2 separate regions of the Sus scrofa genome follow, and region 2 is linked to region 1. A link is a contact called in public HiChIP or PLAC-seq data. All regions are on one chromosome and are shown on one strand. Each heading gives the region's core, a stretch centred on a gene start, on an enhancer-like site or on the middle of the called end of the contact. The rest is flanking DNA. Distances are from core to core; before and after follow the strand shown.

Region 1 (6,071 bases), core at 2,396-4,895:
AAATTAAAGAGGATTCAAAGAAATGGAAAGATATTCCATGCTCCTGGGTTGGAAGGATTAATATTGTAAAAATGGCCATACTACCCAAAGCAATCTACAGATTCAATGTGATCCCTATCAAATTACCCATGACATTTTTCATAGAACTAGAACAAAACATCCAAAAATGTATATGGAATGATAAAAGACCCAGAATTTCCAAAGTAATCCTGAGGGACAAAAGCAAGCAGGAGGCATAACTCTCCCAGACTTCAAACAATATTACAAAGCTACAGTAATAAAGACAGTGTGGTGTTGGTATAGAAACAGGCATACAGACCAATGGAATAGAATAGAGAACCCAGAAATAAACCCAGACACCTATGGTCAGTTAATCCGTGACAAAGGAGGCAAGAACATAAAATGGGAATAAGACAGTCTCTTCATCAAGTGATGCTGGCAAAACTGGATAGCTGCATGTACATCAATAAAACTAGAACACACCCTCACACCATACACAAAAATAAACTCAAAATAGTTTAAAGACTTAAACATAAGACAAAACACCATAAAACTCCCAGAAGAGAATGGAGGCAAAAATTCTGACATCAATTGTACAAATGTTTGCTTAGGTCAGTCTCCTGAAGCTATAGAAATAAAAACAAAAACAAACCAATTGGACCTCATCAAAATTACAAGCTTTTGCACAGCAAAGGAAATCATAAAATAAAAAAGACAAAAAAGTGCAATGGGAGAAAATAGTTGCAAATGACGCAACGGACAGGGCTTAAACTCCAAAATATACAAACAACTCATACAACAGTGAAAAAACAAACAACCCAATTGAAAAATGGGCAGAAGACCTAAATAGATTTTTCTCCAAAGAAGACAAAAAGATGGCCAACAGGCATGTGAAAAAATGCTCAACATCACTAATTATTAGAGGAATGCAAATCTCTACAATGAGGTACCACCTCACACTGGTCAGAATGGCTATCATTAGCAAGTCTACAAATAACAAATGCTGAAGAGGGTGTGGAGAAAAGGGAACCCTGCTACACTGTTGGTGGGAATGTAAACTGGTACAACCACTATGGAAAACAGTATGAAGGTTCATCAGAAAACTAAATATAGAACTACCATATGACCCAGCAATCCCATTCCTGGGCATATATCCAGACAAAGCCTACAATGAAAATGATACATGCACCCATATATTCACTGCAGCACTATTCACAATAGCCAAGACATGGCAACAAACTAAATGTCCACCCACAGATGAATGGATTAAGAAGATGTGGTACATATACACAATGGAATACTACTCAGCCATAAAAAAGAATAAAATAATGCCATTTGCGGCAACGTGGATGGAACTAGAGACTCACATACTAAGTGAAGTAAGTTGGAAGGAGAAGACAAATACCATATGATATTACTTGTATCTGGACTTGAATATATGGCACAAATGAATCTATTTACTGAAAAGAGACAAACTCACGGACATGGAGAACAGGGGAGGGGGTTAGAGATGCAAACTATTACATTTGGAATGAAAAAGCAATGAAATTCTGCTGTACATTCCAAGGAACTATAGCTGATCACAAGACAGCACAAGATGGAGGATAATGTGAAAAAAAGAATGTATGTGTATACACATACACACACACACACAACTGAGTCACTTTGCTGTATAGCAGAAATTGACAGAACATTATAAGTCAACTATAATTCAAAAATTTTTTAAAAAAGAAAAACAAAAATAAACAAATGGGACCTAATTAAACTCAAAAGCTTTTGCACAACAAAGGAAACCATAAACAACATGAAAAGGCAACCCACATAATGGGGGAAAATATTTGTAAATGAAGCAACCGGCAAGGAATAATATCCAAAAATACACAAACAACTCAAGCAGTTCAATATCCTCCCCCCCAAAAAAAATAAAAAAATGGGCAGAAGACCTAAACAGATATTTCTTCAAAGAAGGCATACAGATGGCCAAAAAGCACATGAAAAGATATCAACACTGCTAATTATCAGGGAAATTCAAATTAAAACTAAAATGAGATATCACCTCACACAGTCAGAGTGGCCATTACCAAAAATCTACAAATAATAAATGTTGGAGAGGGTGCAGAGAAAAGGGAAACCTTCTGCGTGGTTGGTGGTAATGTAAACTGGTACAACCTCTGGAAAAACAACATGGAGGTTTCTCAAAAACTAAAAATAGAACTACCCTATGATCTAGCAATCCCACTCCTGGGCATATATCCAGAAAAAAACATAATTCAAAATGATACATGCACCCATGTTCATTACAACACTATTTGCAATAGCCAAGACATGCAAGCAACGTATATGTCCATCAGAGGACTGGAAAAAGAAGATGCGGTACATATTTATACACTAGACTACTACATAGCCATAAAAAAGAACAAAATAATGCCATTTGCAGCAACACAGATGGACCTAGAGATTATCATACTAAATGAAATCAGAGAAAGACAAACATCATTTGATATCACTTACATATGGAATCTAATTTTAAAAAGGTTATAAATGAACTTATTTACAAAACAGAATCAGACTCACAGACTTTGAAAACAAACTTACTGTTACCAAAGTGAACAGGTGGGGGGGGCACATTGAGGATTTGGGATTGGCATGTGTGCACTATTGTTTATGGGATGGATGGTCAACGGGGACCTGTCATATAGCACGGGAACTCTACCCAATGTTCTGGGATAACCTATACGTGAAAAGAATCTGAATAGGAACAGATATGTTTATGTGTATAACTGAATCATTTTGTTGTAGAGCAGAAATTTTCACAACATTGTAAATCAACTATACTTCAATAAAACTTTAAAAAATGAGAAAAAAGCATAACTGTTTTGGAATTAAACCACATAATTTGAGAGCCGTATGGTCCATGTTGGGCATAGCCTGAGAGAAGCAGAGTTAGAGGCACATTAGGGACAGTAAGAGGCTCCTGACTGATGGGTGAAGACAAAGAAGGGCTTGAGGCTGAATGATGACGGATAAACTGAGCTTCTATGGACGTGGTTATAGGAGGTAGCAGTCCCCTTTACACCTCTTTATCTGACAGCATTTCCCAAACCCCCCTGCTGCAGGTATAGCACAGGAGGAGGCTTGTGACTCCAGCAGGCTTCTTGGCAGAGAGCTTCTCTTTGCCATGAAAAGCCACAGACACAATTCAATTACAAAATAAAACATGAGGAATGTTCATATTCTTACAACTAAAGTGTAATCTTGAAGCTGGAAGGTGATCACAGACCACACAGCAGTCACTTTAGCGCCTGGCATTTCAGAAAATGATACAACAGAAGACACCCTGGATGCTGCTGCCTGGCAGGCTGCGGAAATCAGCGTCACAGGCTCCTTGTTGGACCGTAGGTCCCTGTGTAAGATCAGGGACCCTGGGATGTGAGCAGGTTTCTACCCCCGCCTCCTGGGGTGGGTGAGCTCCAGCAACCATGAACTCATGCTTTCTAGTTCATCCCTGGGGGAAAATACTCCCCTTCCAATGACTTGCAGCAAGAAAAAAACCCTTTAGTTCTGGAGGCTTCTGCCTAGTGAAGGCTGCTGACCTGGACACACCCCTGATGGCCTCATTTCTCAAGCTGTACTATGCACCAGTGCCTCATGAAACACAGCCTTCCTGTACAGGCTAACAGGCTGTCTACTAGGGCAAGGGCAAGCAGCTCCATCCCCAGATCCACAGCAAGCCAAGCAGCAAGCAACCCCCACCTGTGCCCGCTGGAGATTAGTTCATAAGCTGTGCAGTTTGGATTCTGAGTCAGAGCCAGAAGGGTCTTTGAGGGGCCAACTCCCTCAGTGTAAAGGGTGAGGAAAATGGTGGGGGGTAGAGGTGAATTCTTTCAGGATCACCAAGTACTTATTAGCAGTGAAGCTGGGATGAAATCTGAGTCACCTGATAGGCCTCTAACTGGCACCGGCTGGGCCAGTCACCTCAAACTACACCTCACTGGTTTTATGAACCCCTGACTCCAATCCCCAAAGGACAGCAACTCCTGAGGGGTAAGTAAATCCACCTTGACTGATCCACCTTGAACCAGCAGTCAAGGAGGAAAACAAGTGTTTTTGCACTTTCTGTAAATTGTAAATGATCATCCCAACAGCCAAGCCCCATTCCAAACCTCCCTAATGCCCCCTAGTGGTGTGAAAACCCCAGAGGTACTCAGTGTCTTCAAGTCAATTTGGGAAGTTTCAGGGAGATACCGAGGTGGCCTGCTGGCTGCCTCCCCAAACCCACGGGCCCCCATCTTCCTTACTAAGGCAGTCTCCCTTCAGGAGCCTGCCAACTCTGTTCACAGCCTTCCCTGCAACTGGTCTAGGATACGGCCTTCCGGTCTAGGACAGTTTTAAACCTAGGCTGGGCCAATTTTCAAAGAGAAATGAAGAGCCAGGAATTCCTGCTATGGTGAAAAACTGACTGGCAGTGTCTTCAGAGCACTAGGACGCAGGTTTGCTCCCTGGCCCAGTGCAGTGCGTTAAGGATCCAGCATTGCCCAAGTGTGGCTTAGGTCATGACTGTGGCTCCGATCTGATCCCTGGCCTGGTAACTCCATATGCTGTGGGGTGGCCAATAAAGGAAGGAAGGAAGGAAGAAATGAAGAGCCAGGTGATTCTTCTTTTATTTTTTGCTTTTTAGGGCTGCACTTTCGGCATATGGAAGTTCCCAGGCTAGGGGTCAAATGGGAGCTACAGCTGCTGGCCTAGACGGCAGGATCCGAGCTTCACCACAGCTCATGGCAACTCGGGATCCTTTAACCCACTGATGGAGGCCAGGGATTGAACCTGCATTCTCATGGATCCTAGTCAGGTTCGTTACCGCTGAATCATGACAGCAAGTCCCAAGCCAGGTAATTCTTACGGCAATGAACTAATAAAGGCAGTCCAGCTGGGAGTAGCTTAAAATCTAGTCCATGCTTTAATTAATAGTTTTATTATTTTAAGCAAGTCACTTAATTATTCTGGACCTAAGTGTCCTCAGTTGTCTACTTAATAGGGTCAACATGGGAAGAAAAACAGCAGCAACAAGTAAGCAGTGAGGCTGCCTCCCAAATACCATCCTTCCATCTAGCACTCAATCCAGGAATTTTATTCTACACAACAACCGTGAAAGGTATCATCCTCATTTTACAGATAATGTCAGAGGATCTGCCAAAGGTCAAAAGTGGCACAATCGACATGTGCCTCTAACATCTTCCTGATTCCAAAGCCCTCATCTCCCCTGTGCCATCTTGAAAAAGTCTAATCCAAGACAATGCTAGTTCTGGTAAGGCTGGTACCCCAAGGTAGAGAGGGCCTAGGAGGCTCCCTGAGGTCAGGGCCCATCTCTTTCACTCAACAAGTTCTCTGGACTCTGGTCCACTTCCCTTAAATGCCCCCTCACAGTGCAGCTGAGTGTGCTAAGCATACCATGCCTTGCTTAAAAACCTTTCAGAGTCCACCCCACTTCCTCTTCCTTGGGGAACATAATTCTAACTTTTTAAGTTGGCAAACAAGGTCCCCATGGTCTGGCATCTCCCAACTTAGCTGTTACTCACATTGGCTCTCTGGCTTGGGAGAGTCCCCAACATTTCTCCTGGATGGCTCTCGGACTTTCGTTCAGACATGTGAACTAAGATGTGCTTCCCACAGTTCCCATTGTGGCGTAGTGGGTTAAGAATCTGACATAGTGTCTGTGAGGATGTGGGTTTGGCCCCTGGCCTCATTCAGTGGGTTAAGAATCTGGTGATTGCCACAAGCTGTGGTGTAGGCTTCAGATACGGCTTGGATCCTGTGTTGATATGGCTGTGGCGTAGGCCCCAACTGTAGCTCTGATTTGATTCCTAGCCCAGGAACTTCCATGTGCTGAAGGTGTGGCTATTAAAAAAAAAAAAAAAAAATGAGTTCCCGTCGTGGTTCACTGGAAACAAATCTGACTAGCATCCATGAGGACATAGGTTTGATCCCTGGCCTTGCTCAGTGGGTTAAGGATCCAGTGTTGCCACAAGCTGTGGTGTAGGTTGCAGTCATGGCTCGTATCCTGAGTTGCTGTG
Region 2 (6,071 bases), core at 1,220-3,719, 210 kb after region 1:
TGAGTGACAGGGCTAAAGAAAAGTGGTTAAATCTCTAGTATTTGTAATGTTTTCACTTCTCGCTCCTTTGCCAGCCCAGCCATAAACAGCCCTGATGGGGTCAGTGTGGGTGAGGGTGGGGCTAGGTGAGACTTGGCTAGGGAGGCAGGGGGATGGATAGCATTGGGAGAGCTCTGCTCCAGGATGAGGAGCAGAAGGGAAAGTGGGCAAGGAGGCAGGTATACAGGATGTGTAGGAAGCCTTGCTATGGGTTGTGTTTTCTGAGGCTTTCAGGGCTGCATTTGCCTGTCCTACCTCTGCTCCTCTTCCATCCTTCCTGGGCCATGCAAGATGGGCTAGTGACATATGAGGAAACCAAGGCACAGAGAACAAGATCTCCTGCCCATGGTCACGAAGTGCTGCAGTGGCCAAAGTTAGCCACCTTCCCACTCCTTAGTGGTGTCACCAAGAATTTTTCATTGTAATGCAACATAATTTTTGGCCAGATTTATTTCTCCCAAATATTTCTATTTGTGCTAATGCCTGTGCTAAACAATTACCTTAAATTCTCTAAGATGAGATAAAGACTAAGGCAGGGGAGGAATTTGTGAGAAAAAGTTATGTAAGGTCAGGGAGAGGCCTAAAACATTCAAATCCTGTGGATTTCAAACTAGTATTTTTTTTTTTTTTTAAGAATCCTTCTTTCAAGCAAACTTTTTTTTTTTTTTTTTTTTTGCTTTTTAGGGTTGCACCTGTGGCATATGGAGGTTCCCAGACTAGGGGTCCAATCAGAGCTACAGCTGCCAGCCTAGGCCACAGCCACAGCAATTCAGCATTCAAGCCATGTCTGCAACCTACACCATAGCTCACAGCAATGCCAGATCCTTAACCTACTGAGCAAGGACAGGGATTGAACCCGCAACCTCATGGTTCCCAGTCGGATTCATTTCTGCTGTACCACGACAGGAACTTCTAAGCAAACTCTTAAACTAACTCTCAATTTTCTTTTCTTTCTTTTGTCTTTTTAAGGCCACACCCATGGCATATGGAAGTTCCCAGGCTAGGGTTTGAATTGGAGTTACAGCTACCAGCCTATGCCACAGCCACAGCAATGTGTGATCCAAGCCATGTTTTCAACCTATACCACCGCTCTTGGCAACGCCAGATCCTTAACCCACTGAGGAAGGCCAGGTATTGAACCCACATCCTCATGGATACTAGGCAGGTTCATTACTGTTGAGCCATATTGGGAACTCTGCCCCCAATTTTCAAGACAGATAAGAAGGGTACTGCAGTAGGAGTTGGATGGCTCCTTTGAGTCCTTAGGCTCAGTGTTTACAGCACAAATCAAATTTGGCCCCTTGATAACAGAGGAACGGAGTCCAGAGGTAGGTGGCACCTGCATGCGCTCAGTGTGCCACACCTGGTAGAGTGAGGGAGACTTGATCAAGATCACCCAGTGAGGTAGAAAGGGGCATCCAGGCTGGGGTGTATGCACGTATGCAACACCATGGGCCGCTTAGAAGGCAAACCCTGCTTGTGTATCTCAGAAGGCAGATGTGGACACGAGAGGATTTCCCCAGTGGTAGTGCAGATGGAAAGAACGCCGCAGGAAGGACAAGGCTGGGGTCCTTCTCCACCAGAGCATGGCTTGGCCCCGTGGTGGCAGGTTTGCTGCAGGAGAGCTAAGAGGAGACGAGGACAGGCAGCCAGTGTGCTTGGGCATCATGCCATCAGCCCTGCATGATGTCACTCTCCAGTTACGAAAGAGAAAAAAAAAAAAAATGCAAGTAGCTCTGTCCTTTCTATTGACCCCGACAGCCTGACATCTGCACACCTGCAAGAGCATTTTCTCGTCATGGAAGAGACACAACTTAGGGATCTCACAAGCCACGAGAGAAAGAAAGGAATCTTCGGCTCTAGCTCAGGAACATAAAAATGCACTGTACTAGTCTGGTTTGTTCATAAAATTGTTGTGTTGAGGCCCTAGGGGAAACAAAAAGGAAAGCTATTTCAGCAACATTCCCTAATTTGGTTGGGATTATGTGTGGAGGAAACATTCCTGTTTTCCTCATGGCTACAGTGTTTCGGTTCTCCTGGGTCTTCGTGCTTCTCCCTGCTTGGCTGTGCCAGGCTCTGATGGCGGCCAGACGAGAGTGCGCCTTGAGAACAGGGAGGCTGGAACTAGCCAACGCTGGGGTTCGCAAGGTGCACCTATTGAAAGGACCGGGCTCCTGTGTCACTCAGAGTCATCTTATAACACCCTTCTGAAAGACACCCTGATGCTGGTTCCCCTGGTGTCACCTTTTGTAATTTTCAATAGGAAGTGCCAAGAAGTGAGTGAGGAGCCACAGTGAGTCATGCTTTCATTTCAGACCCCCTTCTCTCCTGCTGACATGGCTGCGTGGAAGCCGCACACTATTAGTTCCACATAATTGAAAAGTGTGTCAGGATCTCTCAGACAGGAACCCGAAACATGCTGCTCAGTTGTCACCTCCAACGTGACTAATGTGGTTGTGTCTTAATTAGTCACTGCTCGCTGTGCTGACAGCATCAGAGCCCTGTTCCAAGGCCCCAGTTTGTGGTGCAGATGAGAGTAAATGACCAAGAGCTGCCAGATTTCCAGGTCCCTTTCCCACTGAGTGCTCTGAGCCCTGGTGGCTTCTGCCAAATGCATTGGTCAGACCAGGACAACATGGTTACAGTAAAGTCAACAGGGTCGTAACTTTGGGACACATCTGGGAGCAAGGGAGGTAATGAGACAAGTAAATGGTGGACCAGAACATTCTTTCATGAGTCAGCTGTTACATCAGAGGCCATCATGCAGCCCCTCCAGAGCTGAAGGGACAACTGTGGATGAACCATACCACCCTGGCCAGCCCCTGCCAAGTGAGAGCTGACTGAACTGGGTGCTTACCTGCCCTGAGGGTGGCCCATCCACTGGCTCACTTATGACCCATGACCCACAGTAGCTGCCCTTTGAAGATAACCTGTGCCGGGTCCATTTCTCCTCAGGGGCTCTGCTTTAGAACAGAGCTTAAAGCAGAGAGGAGAGATTGTGGGAAGAAGATAAAGGTGGTGAAAGAGATGATTTCATCAATGTGAGAAGCTGGACCTCTACCCTGAGAGCAGCATTTGGTTCTGGGACTCCTTCTCTCATGCCCACCAGCCTGACTGCCCACCGCCTGGGCCCCATTGTGAAGCCAGGAGGAGCTGCCCGGAGCGCCCGGCACCTGCCAGCCTCACGGGGCAGCACCCCTCTGGCTTCTCAAGCCCCCAAGGCCCTTTGTTCACTCACCTCAAGGCACAGCATCCAGGGCACTCCAACTCTTTAGGAACCTACAGAAATGACTGAGAAGGAAATAAATTGACTGGCTCCAAAACAGTAAGCTTTAAAACTGATGTTTGAATGTCTGCAGAGCCTAACACCATGCCGATTAGCCAACCACAGCTCTTACATACTTCCACACTTGCTATGTTCAGTGTGAGACACAGTGCACTGTGATCAGGTTGACAAGCTGTGGGGAGGGGTCTCTATGCATATGATGCAGCCTGGACAGAGCTCTGGGTGCACCTACTCTGGTGAGCACCCAGTTTGTGTGGGAAAGATCTGACTCCCTATTGCTCACCTTACACACTTTCCCACTGAACCACACTGCCCCAGAAGGATGGAATAGCGAACAGGCCAGAAGCTGACTGCACTTTGGGATGGGGCACCCCACAACTTCTGCTAATTAATCTGGAGGATAATTAAAGAGTATTTATAATATTTCCATCATTAGGCCCCTAAAGGAGCCCATTTTCCCAAATTCAATCTGATACACCCAGATGGTTCTGGTTAAGAAGGAATGACACAGGAGTTCCTGTTGTGGCGCAGTGGTTAACGAATCTGACTAGGAACCATGAGGTTGCGGGTTCGGTCCCTGCCCTTGCTCAGTGGGTTAATGATCTGGCGTTGCCGTGAGCTGTGGTGTAGGTTGCAGACGCGGCTCGGATCCCGCGTTGCTGTGGCTCTGGCATAGGCCGGTGGCTACAGCTCTGATTTGACCCCTAGCCTGGGAACCTCCATATGCCGCGGGAGCGGCCCAAGAAATAGCAACAACAACAACAACAACAATAACAAAGACAAAAAAAAAAAAAAAGAGAGACCAAAAAAAAGAAGGAATGACACAGAGTACAGGGTCTGACTCGGCCATGGAAATTGGGGTTGGGTCAATGACACATATTAGGGATGTTTCTTTCCCTCCCACAGACTCTTCAAATAAAACATCCTTGCTACCCTTGAAAGGTATTTAACAGATGAAATATTTTGAACATGGAGAGATAATTCACTCAGGTACAGTAAATAACAGTAAAACAAACCATTTTCCACCCGCATGTGATTGGCTCAGGAGTCTTATTTCCATATTAAACAGAAGAAGCAAGCACCTGATTAAGATATAAAGATGCAGGGGTGCCCTGCACTCCCTAAAAACCACACATCTAAAATCATGTGCTTGCCCCTCCCTGCCCTAATATTAGTCCTGACCTGCCAAAGAATGGCTGCTTATTTTAAAAACACGATCAAGACAAGGACAGGTGGGACAGAGAAGGCAGGAGAGAGAAAAGTGCTATCAACAATGGGAAATACTGCTTCAGGTGAAAGGAAAGAGCAACGAATGAACTGCCAGGCCTGCAGTTCTGGACACAGAAGGCTGCATCGCAGAAGCCAGGAAGCCAACCCCTCTTTCAAAGTCAGAATCACTGTCTGGTCACATCAATGTATAGAGAACCTTTCTTTTTTTGCTTTTTAGGGCCGCACCTGCAGCATATAGAGGTTCCCAGGCTAGGGGTCAAATAGGAGCTGTAGCCACAGCAACGCCAGATCTGAGCCACATCTGCAGCCCATACCACAGCTCACAGCAATGCCGGATCCTTAATCCACTGAGCAAGGCCAGGGATTGAACCTGTGTCCTCATGGATGCTAGTCAGATTCATTAATTGATGAGCCATGATGGGAACTCATTTTTTTTTTTTTTAAATGTACAGAGGAGTTCCTGTCGTGGCTCAGTAGTTAACGAATCCGACTAGGAACCATGAGGTTGTGGGTTCGATCCCTGGCCTCTCTCAGTGGGTTAAGGATCCAGTGTTGTTGTGAGCTGTGGTGTAGGTCACAGACACAGCTCAGATCCCAGGTTGCTGTGGCTGTGGTGTAGGCCGGCAGCTACAGCTCCGATTTGACCCCCTAGCCTGGGAACTTCCACATGCCATGGGTATGGCCCTAGAAAAAGACCAAAAACATTTTTTAAATGTACAGAGAACGTTTTTTTTTCTTTTTGACTTTTTGCCTTTTCTAGGGCTGCTCCTGTGGCATATGGAGATTCCCAGGCCAGGGGTTGAATCGGAGCTGTAGCCACCGGCCTACACCAGAGCCCCAGCAATGCCAGATCCGAACTGTGTCTGTGACCTACAACACAGCTCACGACAACGCCAGATCGCCAACCCACTGAGCAAGGCCAGTGATTGAACCCTCATGGTTCCTAGTCGGATTTGTTAACCACTGAGCCATGACGGGAACTCCCAGAGAACATTTCTGATGAGGAATAAAAATGGTTCACATACTCAAGGTACTTGCCTACTTTCCTTTTCGAATTTAAGAATTTTTGTTTCCTTTTTGGAAAGAGAATGGGTATGAGAGATCTTATAAAGATGAGTACCAAATAATTTATTCATTTTAAAACTGGGGAATTGACATGAAACTAGCAAGATGAACGCGTGATTTAAAAAAAAAAAAAGGCAAGGAATTCCCTGTTGGCTCAGTGGGTTAAGGATCTGGTGTTGTCGCTGGCTTGGGTTGCTGCTGTGGCATAGGTTCGATCCTTTGCCCTGGAATTTGTGCATGCTGACGGCATGGCCAAAAATTTTTTTTTAATTAAAAAATTTTTTAAAAAGACAGAATCAAGTCGGTGTCCTGCTGCATTAGGTTGGTAAGTGGCAGGGCCTGGGACAGCATATACAGCACCACCAGAGCTAGGAGTCACTGCTGAGGAAGCAGTGATTCAGCATATCTTCTCATGGAGGGACCTGACAGGCCAACCTGGCCACCAACACAT

The links. HiChIP or PLAC-seq counts read pairs in DNA pulled down with a chosen protein or histone mark.
Region 2: a contact with region 1 is called in an H3K27ac HiChIP or PLAC-seq map of alveolar macrophages. The contact joins two enhancer-like sites. A contact is called at or near these places in 5 of 47 Hi-C or Micro-C datasets (alveolar macrophages, embryonic fibroblasts, liver and 1 more) and 1 of 2 datasets of contacts at active chromatin or transcription factors (alveolar macrophages).

The regions. Positions count from the first base shown.
Region 1 is chr13:34,987,231-34,993,301 of Sscrofa11.1, forward strand. The region is part of intron 1 of LOC100153598 (store-operated calcium entry regulator STIMATE); the gene reads right to left. Among named protein-coding and RNA genes, the nearest start is that of ITIH4, 46 kb to the left of the region's middle. Within about 2 kb of position 3,646, at least 8 of the 83 cell types and tissues checked have an H3K27ac peak or open chromatin away from gene starts, as enhancers often do. A contact at or near this core is called in alveolar macrophages and skeletal muscle, where this site is marked.
Region 2 is chr13:35,201,847-35,207,917 of Sscrofa11.1, forward strand. All of the region lies in intron 13 of RFT1 (protein RFT1 homolog), which reads right to left. Among named protein-coding and RNA genes, the nearest start is that of SFMBT1, 24 kb to the left of the region's middle. Within about 2 kb of position 2,470, at least 15 of the 83 cell types and tissues checked have an H3K27ac peak or open chromatin away from gene starts, as enhancers often do. A contact at or near this core is called in alveolar macrophages and skeletal muscle, where this site is marked.